2 separate regions of the Hordeum vulgare genome follow, and region 1 is linked to region 2. Evidence: chromatin contacts called from public Hi-C data. All regions are on one chromosome and are shown on one strand. Each heading gives the region's core, a stretch centred on a gene start, on an enhancer-like site or on the middle of the called end of the contact. The rest is flanking DNA. Distances are from core to core; before and after follow the strand shown. Region 1 holds the start of LOC123447520 (receptor protein kinase TMK1). Region 2 holds the start of LOC123447517 (PHD finger protein MALE MEIOCYTE DEATH 1-like).

Evidence for each region. Hi-C and Micro-C count contacts between places; a contact is called where the count stands out from the background.
Region 1: a contact with region 2 is called in a Hi-C map of leaf, with 4 times the contacts expected there. The contact joins the promoter of LOC123447520 here to the promoter of LOC123447517 in region 2. A contact is called at or near these places in 3 of 6 Hi-C or Micro-C datasets (leaf and seedling).

Annotation. Positions count from the first base shown.
Region 1 is chr4H:19,669,599-19,673,329 of MorexV3_pseudomolecules_assembly, reverse strand. It overlaps LOC123447520 (receptor protein kinase TMK1), which reads right to left and starts at 1,715. Exons shown (of 2, transcript XM_045124127.1): 1 at 1-1,715. The coding sequence starts at 1,674.
Region 2 is chr4H:19,277,704-19,282,005 of MorexV3_pseudomolecules_assembly, reverse strand. LOC123447517 (PHD finger protein MALE MEIOCYTE DEATH 1-like) reads left to right here and starts at 1,680. Exons shown (of 3, transcript XM_045124125.1): 1 at 1,680-2,098; 2 at 2,647-2,893; 3 at 3,168-4,302. The coding sequence starts at 1,696.

The sequences.
Region 1 (3,731 bases), core at 466-2,965, 390 kb before region 2:
GCTTGTGGCCACACCACCATTAGCATTTCCCCCAGCAACTGTGATCTTTACCATGTCAGGATCTGACCCTGAGTGCCGGGGATGGATGACCATAGCATGTGGGCTCTGCACCCTTCCGGAAGGCTTCTGCTTTCTCTTATAGCAATAGAACCCCAATGCAGCAATAAGGCCTAGTACAGCAACAGCTCCAATCACTGACCCAACAATGACGCCGGTAGAAGAGGAACCCTTGTTGCTTCCACCACTTCCATCCCCGGGCGTAGTACCATTGCTGCTACCACCTGGCACAGGCGCAGGGGCATCCTTGCCAATGTTTGGGTTGCCATCAAGTTTCAACAGCACATTCTTGCGGAATTCAGGAATCTCCCCATATAGATTGTTATTTGACAGATCGACCATCTTCAGGTCTGGCAACTCAGCAAGCTCCTTTGGCACCGTGCCAGTAATGTTGTTGTTTGAAAGAATTAGGGTCACAAGTGTGGCAATCTTCCCGATAGATGGTGAGACGGTGCCGGTAAGCCCCAATTTGGGAAAATTCAGCAATGTGATGTTCCCATTATCACATCCAACGCCCAGCTGATAACGGCAAGGGTCGTTTCCTCCCCAAGCAGCTGCGAGCTTCGCAGGGTACATGAACCCAGCCGCTACCTCCAGCAGCAGGTCTACACGGGGATCACACGGACTTCCATCCGGCAAGCAGAATTGATTTTTACCCGACTTGTTAACTGTCACTGCGGAAGTAAAGTTGGGACTCGGTCCCTGCAGCAAATTGTTCCCCAGGCTCACATTCTTCAGAGACTTGAGGTTGACAAGACTGGCTGGCACAGGACCGGTGAACTGGTTGTCGCGGAGATTCAAATCAGAAAGGCTGCTAAGCCCCGAGAAGTCTGGCAAGGGGCCGGTGAAGTCGTTGGAGTGCAGCCACAGCTGCGTGAGCATAGTCATGTTGGCGACGAAGCTAATCGACCCATTGAGGCGGGAGGTCCCTTTCTGGCCGTTGAGCCAGAGCACATCAAGGGACAGCGCGCCGGCGAGAGACGGCGGCACGGGCCCGGAGAGCGAGTTAAATGCCAGATTTAGCTGCTGGAGGGAGGGCATGGAGCCGAAGAAGTCCGGGAGCGCCCCTGTGATGTTGACGCTGTTGGCGGAGAAGTTGGTGAGGGATACGCAGTCCCCGAGGTCGGCCGGGAAGGGCCACGGCGCGAAAGGGTTGTTGTCGAGGTAGACTTCCTTGAGCGCGGTCAGCCCCTTGAAGAAATCCGCCGGGATGGAGGTGAAGCCGTTGTCGTGGATGTTGAGGTACTGGAGCGAGTCGAGGCCGGCCAGCGAGGGCAGCGGGCCGGAGAGGCTGTTGGCGAAGAGCTCGAGGCGGGTGAGCGCGGTGAGGTTGCGGACCTCGGGCGCCAGCGTCCCCGTAAGGCGCTTGTCCCTGAGCTGGATGGCTGTGACGCGGCCGCCGGAGTCGCAGGTCACCCCGGGCCACCTGGGAGAGCAGGGCTCGCCGGCGCCCCATCCGGCGAGCTTGTCCGCGCCCAGCGCCTTCGCGACCGCCCGCATCGCCTCCGCGTCCTGCGCCGCCGACGCCGCCACGCCGACGGCCGCCAGGAGCACGGCCAGGGCCAGTACGGCGCCGGCCGACCGCCGCCGCGCGGTGGACGCGGCGGGGGACTGCATTGCGACGGCGGTGGAGAGGGATTGGGGAGGGGGCGAGGGAGGGGGAGGGGAGAGGAGAGAGAGAGACGGGAGTAAGTCTCGGGATGGAGACGAAGATTTAACTGAGGAGAGAGAGGGAGCGCCGGGCACATGGGCGGAGAGACGGGGCCGGTGGCACATGCCTGGGGCCCACCCGCGCTGATTTAGGGTTCGCGGGCCTGCGGAATTACGCCCCTGCCCCTCCCCCGCGCGTGCGGGGTCCAGTCTCCACCACGGCCATGGCCCCCCGTCGCATCCCTGGCGGGTGGGCCTGCCTGCGGGGGTAGGATGGGAAGCCGCGGAACCCGCACCAAAAGGCGGGTCTGTGCTGGAGCGGGGCTGGAGGCGGGGGCCACCGGCAGCGTCACAGGGTTCCTGCTCCCCTCTGTCTGGGGAGGCGGGCGGAGAGGGTATCCGAGACGCCTCTCGTAGTGTCAGTGGAGTGGTAGAGCGGAGGCGGTGGGGTGGGGCCGGGCAGCCAGGGACTGCGGGTGCCTGTAGAGTAGAGTAGAGTACGTACGCTGGCTGGCCGCGGTGCCGCGTCCGGGCGGGCAATCAATGCATGCGCGGTTCGCGGCGGGATGCTCTGCGGCGTCGGCCCCGTGCGGCCGTGCGTGCGTGGGTGCGATGGACGGCTGCGATGCGGTCTGTGACGGCCGGCCCACGCACGCTCGCTCGTTGCGACCAACAAAAGCTTCTTGCTGCTGCCAGCCAACAAAAGGTCTTTGTGGTAACGCTCGTTTCGATTTTTCGATCTTTTTTCTGGGTGTTTCTTTTGTTTGCTTGCCTTTTTGACGGTGACGGCACAGGGAAAGGAACAACTTTTGGACGGCTGGCGACCGCCTGGCCGTAATTACGCCTCGCCGTTTGTAGTATGCGCTGCACAGCTGGGAGAAAATAACGCTGGCGGCGCCGGAGACGATAGGAAAGGAACGCGTGGGGCCGGCGTGGCCTGGCGCGAGTTCGCCGGCGGCCAGGCCTGCGCCACGGGTGACGCGGCGACAGCTCGCCAGAAGAGAAGGGCATTCAAGAGCCAGAGACGAGGAGGAGGATAGCCGTTACTGTTTGACAGTGTCAGTAAATTATTATTAGTGGCTTCGCATAGCTCCGCTCCGGATCGTCGTCGCTGCACCTGCACTGCACGCACGGACGTCTGGGATCAACGAGACCGCGTTGTGGCCGGTGGCTGCGTCGGTCGGCAAGGACCCGTTGCGATGAGGACAGAGATATGGTTGACCGCGCCAGTATGATATTGGTATAGTTGACCTCACGGTCGGAAACCCCTGGCATGATTTTCTGCCTTTGTTTTCGCGAGATATAATAATGTTCACCTCACTGACATGTTCATGCGGAGGCTACTTTGCTACTGAGGGCAAACTCTAACCTATCATCAGTTCGGCGTTGGAGAAGTAAAAAAAAGGCGGTTTTATTACTGTGGCCTTGGATACTCTAACTCGGTTAGAGGTTAGAGTTAGATTCTAACCCTAAACTAACTTTAACCAAAGAGTTGTTTGGATGAAAGGGTAAGATTGTCAATAAATGCACATTTTCCAATCATTTGGCTCCTTTATCAAGGATTTGGTGTGGTGGAGGTAAAGAGAAAAGTAACTTTTTGTTGGCCCAACCCAACTCTAACCCAAATAAGCACCTTTTGGATGAGTTTGTTTTTTGGGTGGGTTAGATGCATCTAACCAACTCTAACCCTCCCTGTTTGGATGTTTTGGGATTAGATTGGTCCAATCTAACCAACTCTAACTCTAACTCATGTATCCAAACAGGACCTGTAACGCGCATCTAGCTGATCTTAAAAAACGGTTAGTGAAGAAAAAATTATCTTCCTACGCCTCTCTCTCCCCTAAAAATACTAAGTTGAACACACGTGCGTTGCTACGACTTGATGAATTTCCGACCTCTTTCAACCACATAGTCTCTACATCCATGAAGATGAATTTTTAACCTCTTTCAACATAATATCCATCTTCATCTCTCTCATACACTACAATATATATATATATATATATATATATATGTATGTATAT
Region 2 (4,302 bases), core at 431-2,930:
ACATGCAGATCATCACCGCGCATGAAGTAGAAAATACAATGATGAACATTAGCAGATTACGAGTAACGTAATGTTCGTTAGTTGCAACAGGAGCGACTATGTTGATGATGATGTTGGTGACGATCTTCTGTTGATGGCGATGAAGACGACGATGAGTAAGGCCGCCCGACTTAGACGGTAGACGACCCGTGATGAAGGATTTGAGCAGTCGCGTAAAGCGCTTCCCAAAAACCTAATTCGTCATCTCCCGGTGCAGGATCGCAAAGACGAACGGTTCTGAAGACATGCCCTCTCACACGCCGATGCACGCCGACGTTTGAGATGAGGTAGACTACGACGACAGCGCAAGTGGTGAGACGAGGCAAAATCCTAGATGTTTTACGGTGTGTCTTTGGTCGACCACGGTAAGCAGTATATATATAGGAGGACCAAGGTCGGTTCCGTGTTGCGATCACGTCTCGAACCGACTTGGTTTCCAAGTCGTATACTTACCGGACAAGAAATTCTCACCTTGTCCGCCAAGACATAAAAAATAAAACAGCAAAGGGAAGTCGTGCCCCCGCAAGGCAACGGACCGAAATTCGGCGGACCATTCACGTGCATGTACGCGAGGCGAGCGAGCGCACGTGTGATCTTCTACTTTCTCTTCTCAACACACACTTAAAATGATGGGGATAACTCTCTATATAAACAGGTCCAACCATTCCTCAACTAACGGTAAAGAGAGTAAACTTTAGCACCACCACATCACCACTTGCCATCTTACTCAAGGACTTAATTTGAGATTTCAGATTTTATAGATGGACCAAACCCATGAATTCTAGTCTCTCCGTTCCTAAATATAAGTCTTTTAAGCGATTTCACTAAGGGTCTACATACGGAGTAAAATGATTGAATCTATACTTTAAAATATGTCTATATACATCCGTATCCAGTCCACTAGTGAAATCTCTACAAAGACTTATATTTAGTAACTTAGGAAGTAACAGATAGGTCATGCACCACTACCATCAGGTGCTTCAGCGGTAGGGATATATCCAACTGCCACCAACCCTGACAACAGGAAAAAAGATCTGATCCTGACTTTTTTTCGAACAGAGTCTTGATGAACTCTCGCAAAATAATCGAAACACAGAATTTTACCTCAAGGAGGGCTTGACAACGACGACACTGGCCTGGGCCACACGCGCTTTGACCGGCGCAACGCATTGCGAAGGACATGAGAAAGTTTGGGCAGAGGGCAAACCGCCACGTCGCCCCACCCTACTCTGCAATGGGCCAGTCCGGGAAATCCTATCCCTGCCGCCTACGGTACAACAGTCACCCACCGCAGAGAATCTCTTCGCAGCACCCACAGCTCGACCCCGGCCACACCCATACCCCCACTGACAACCGGGGCCCGCGTCCCCCGACCGCCTGACCAGACGCGCGGGCCAGGCCTTCCCCGGTGAATGAGCGTTTTCTCGGGGCGAGAACGAACTGTCCGGAACGTCACGGTCGCCGGCCGGAGCGCGTGGCCCGGAACAGCTGCCCGTGGCCGTGGGTTCGGGGGCGGGGCCCGCCAGTCAGAGAGAGGCGACCTGGGAGGAGGAGCGCCGCGAAATTACGGGAACGCCCCTGCCGCCGAGGATCGCGGGACCCCCCAAAAGCCCTGAACCCCCTCGCGCGAGAGCGGCCGAGCCTCGCCCCGGGGCAATGCCGTCCATCCGCGCGCTCATGCGCCTCGCCGCCCCCCTCCCGCCGCGCGCCGACGCGGCGGCGGAGGAGTCTCCCCCCTCCTCCTCCTCGTCGGCCTCGAAGCCCGCCGGCGCCGGGCGACGGTCCGTGCCGCCGCCGCCGCAGCAGCAGCAGCCGCAGGGCCGGGCGTACCCGCTGCGGGACTTCCCGGGGAGCGAGGCGGCCGCGCTGTGCGGCGCGTTCCGGGACAACGCCCGGTGGCTGCTGGCGCGGTGGGGCCCCGTCGGGGCCTCCCCGGGCCCCGCCGCGCGGCGGGCGTTCCTCTCCGACGACCGCACCGGCGCCCTCGTCCCCGTCGTCGCCGTCGAGGTGCTCGCCGCGTCCTCCCCCGCCCCGCTCTGCGACCTCTGCCGCTGCGCCGGTGAGTGCGCCCCGCCCCCATTTCGGCTCCCCGCGCGCTTGGTCCGGGCGCGTTTGCTCGTGCGATTGGCGCGGATTTAGGTTTTGGTCGGTCCCGGTAGTTTCTTGATCGCAGCTGATTCGTGCGAACGGATGAGCGGAGGGACGATTAAAAGCTACTCGTCCAGACGATTATTTTCCTTCGTGATTCGGGGAAGAAACGCGGTTTTCTGGTTAGATAGATTTCGTTCTTGGAAAACGTTCATTTCCGCGCTGCAAACATCTCGAAGTTGCGACCAAAATTCGGGAACGGATCATCATAATAATACCTGCATTTTGCTTCCTGTTCTTGCACTCACAACCATAGATTGTTTTACACATTGCCTGGATCGGATTCGACGGGCTCCATCTCGCCTGGTTCAAATTGTTTCGAATCCGCTCCCAGAAATGGCTATGCAGGTCGCAATGATGGCCTCTAGCCCACCAAAGTTTTGTTTCCCATCTTGGAAAAGTGGTGGTTTGCGCATTGATGAGTACTGTTTTTTCTGAACGAGAACAATTTCCTGTCAGGCTGGAGCCACCACTGGGTGTCAAAACGGAGCTACCACTTCATCATCCCAGCGGACGCAGACTGGGACCGGCATTTCGGCACAGACGCGCTGCTTGGGCGCAACGACCACCTCCTCCATGGCCTCATCCACTGCAATGGCTTCGGCCACCTCGTCGCCCTCCGCGGCCGCGACGGTGGCTCGGCTTTCCTCTCTGGTCATGACATAATGGATATCTGGGATCGCCTCTGCTCTGCTCTCCGTGTCAGGTAACAGATTTTACTTACTACACTTCTTTCCTGTCCAGGCATTCCCTGCATATGCACTTGTGTTAATAGGTACTACCATGACTGCTCAACTGATTGATCTGTATTCTTTGAATGGGCTTATGAGATGTGCGTACTGTAAGATTGCAATATTACATTTAGGAGGGAGTGGAGTAAATAATAGAACTTGAAACCCCTTTGCATGTATACAATGGTTATGCATACAATGGAGATCACTGCACTATTGTCTTCTGACCTTCGAGAGCTTTCTTTGCAGGGCTGTGTCTCTGGTGGATTTTTCTCGGAAGCAGTCTATGGACCTCCGCCTCTTGCTCGGCGTGGCGAATGGTGAGACATGGTTCACCCGCTGGGGATACTGCCTTGCCAGGAGATGCTTCAACATGTCTACCTCCACCTATGCCACTGCTTTGGAATCTCTGGCTTCACTGCATGTTGACCATCTTCGCAGCCGACATGTCCGTCGCGTGGTCACCATCTACCGGCGCCTATCCAACAAGCCTCTGATGACTGTCCGTGAGTTCCTCCGCTGCCTCCTTGACTGGAAACGCCATGAAGCACCCCTTACACCACCTCCTGTGAAGCCGTGCTCCCGGCTTCCCTTCCTGCTGCCGAAGCCGTGTACGATGAAGAGGAGCCCGCCGTGCAAGCGGTTTGAGGATGTGGTTGAGCGGCTCAATTGTCGATTTTCCAAGAAGCGTCTGGTCAATGCCGCAGAGGTTGTTGTTGAAAAGCTGCTTGAGCATGGAAATGATGCAGAGATGACAAGGCAGGCAGTGCGAGATGCTGCCAGGGTTGAAATCGGTGATACTGGTCTCCTCGACTTTGTCATCAAGTCTGTTGGTGACACCGTTGTTGGCAACCATGTTGTGCGCCGTCTGCACAACACTGCGACGCGTGTGCTCGAGTTCAGCCTTGAGGAACTGGAAGAGCCAGTGCAGATGGATGTTGAGGTACAGAACACCCGTCCTGCAGCACAGTGGCCGAGCGCAGTGGATGTTGAGCGGGATCTGCGTGCCGTCTACCGGGCAATGGTGGAAGCGCTAAGTGACGCAGCACAGGCCGTGCTGGACTGCAAACACTGGGTGAAGTGCTGGGGCCTTGGGGATGAGTCTGACGATCAGCTAAGGTTCCTTGTTGAATGGCGACCGCAACCTTGGGAAGCTGCTGAGCTCACACGGCCACTGCCGTCAGGGGAGATCATTGTGGTGCCAGTCCATACATCGATAGGCGAGCTTATCATCCAGGCAGAGCATGCGCTGAGGGACACGTACTGCTTCTTTGAGGAGTTCCAGGCTGAGACGCTCGATGGCATTACTGGTGAGAAGTGGGATCCTGTGGTGCTTGGTGGGGCAGAGTCCGGGGACACAATCGGCGTGCATGGCCACGGGGCG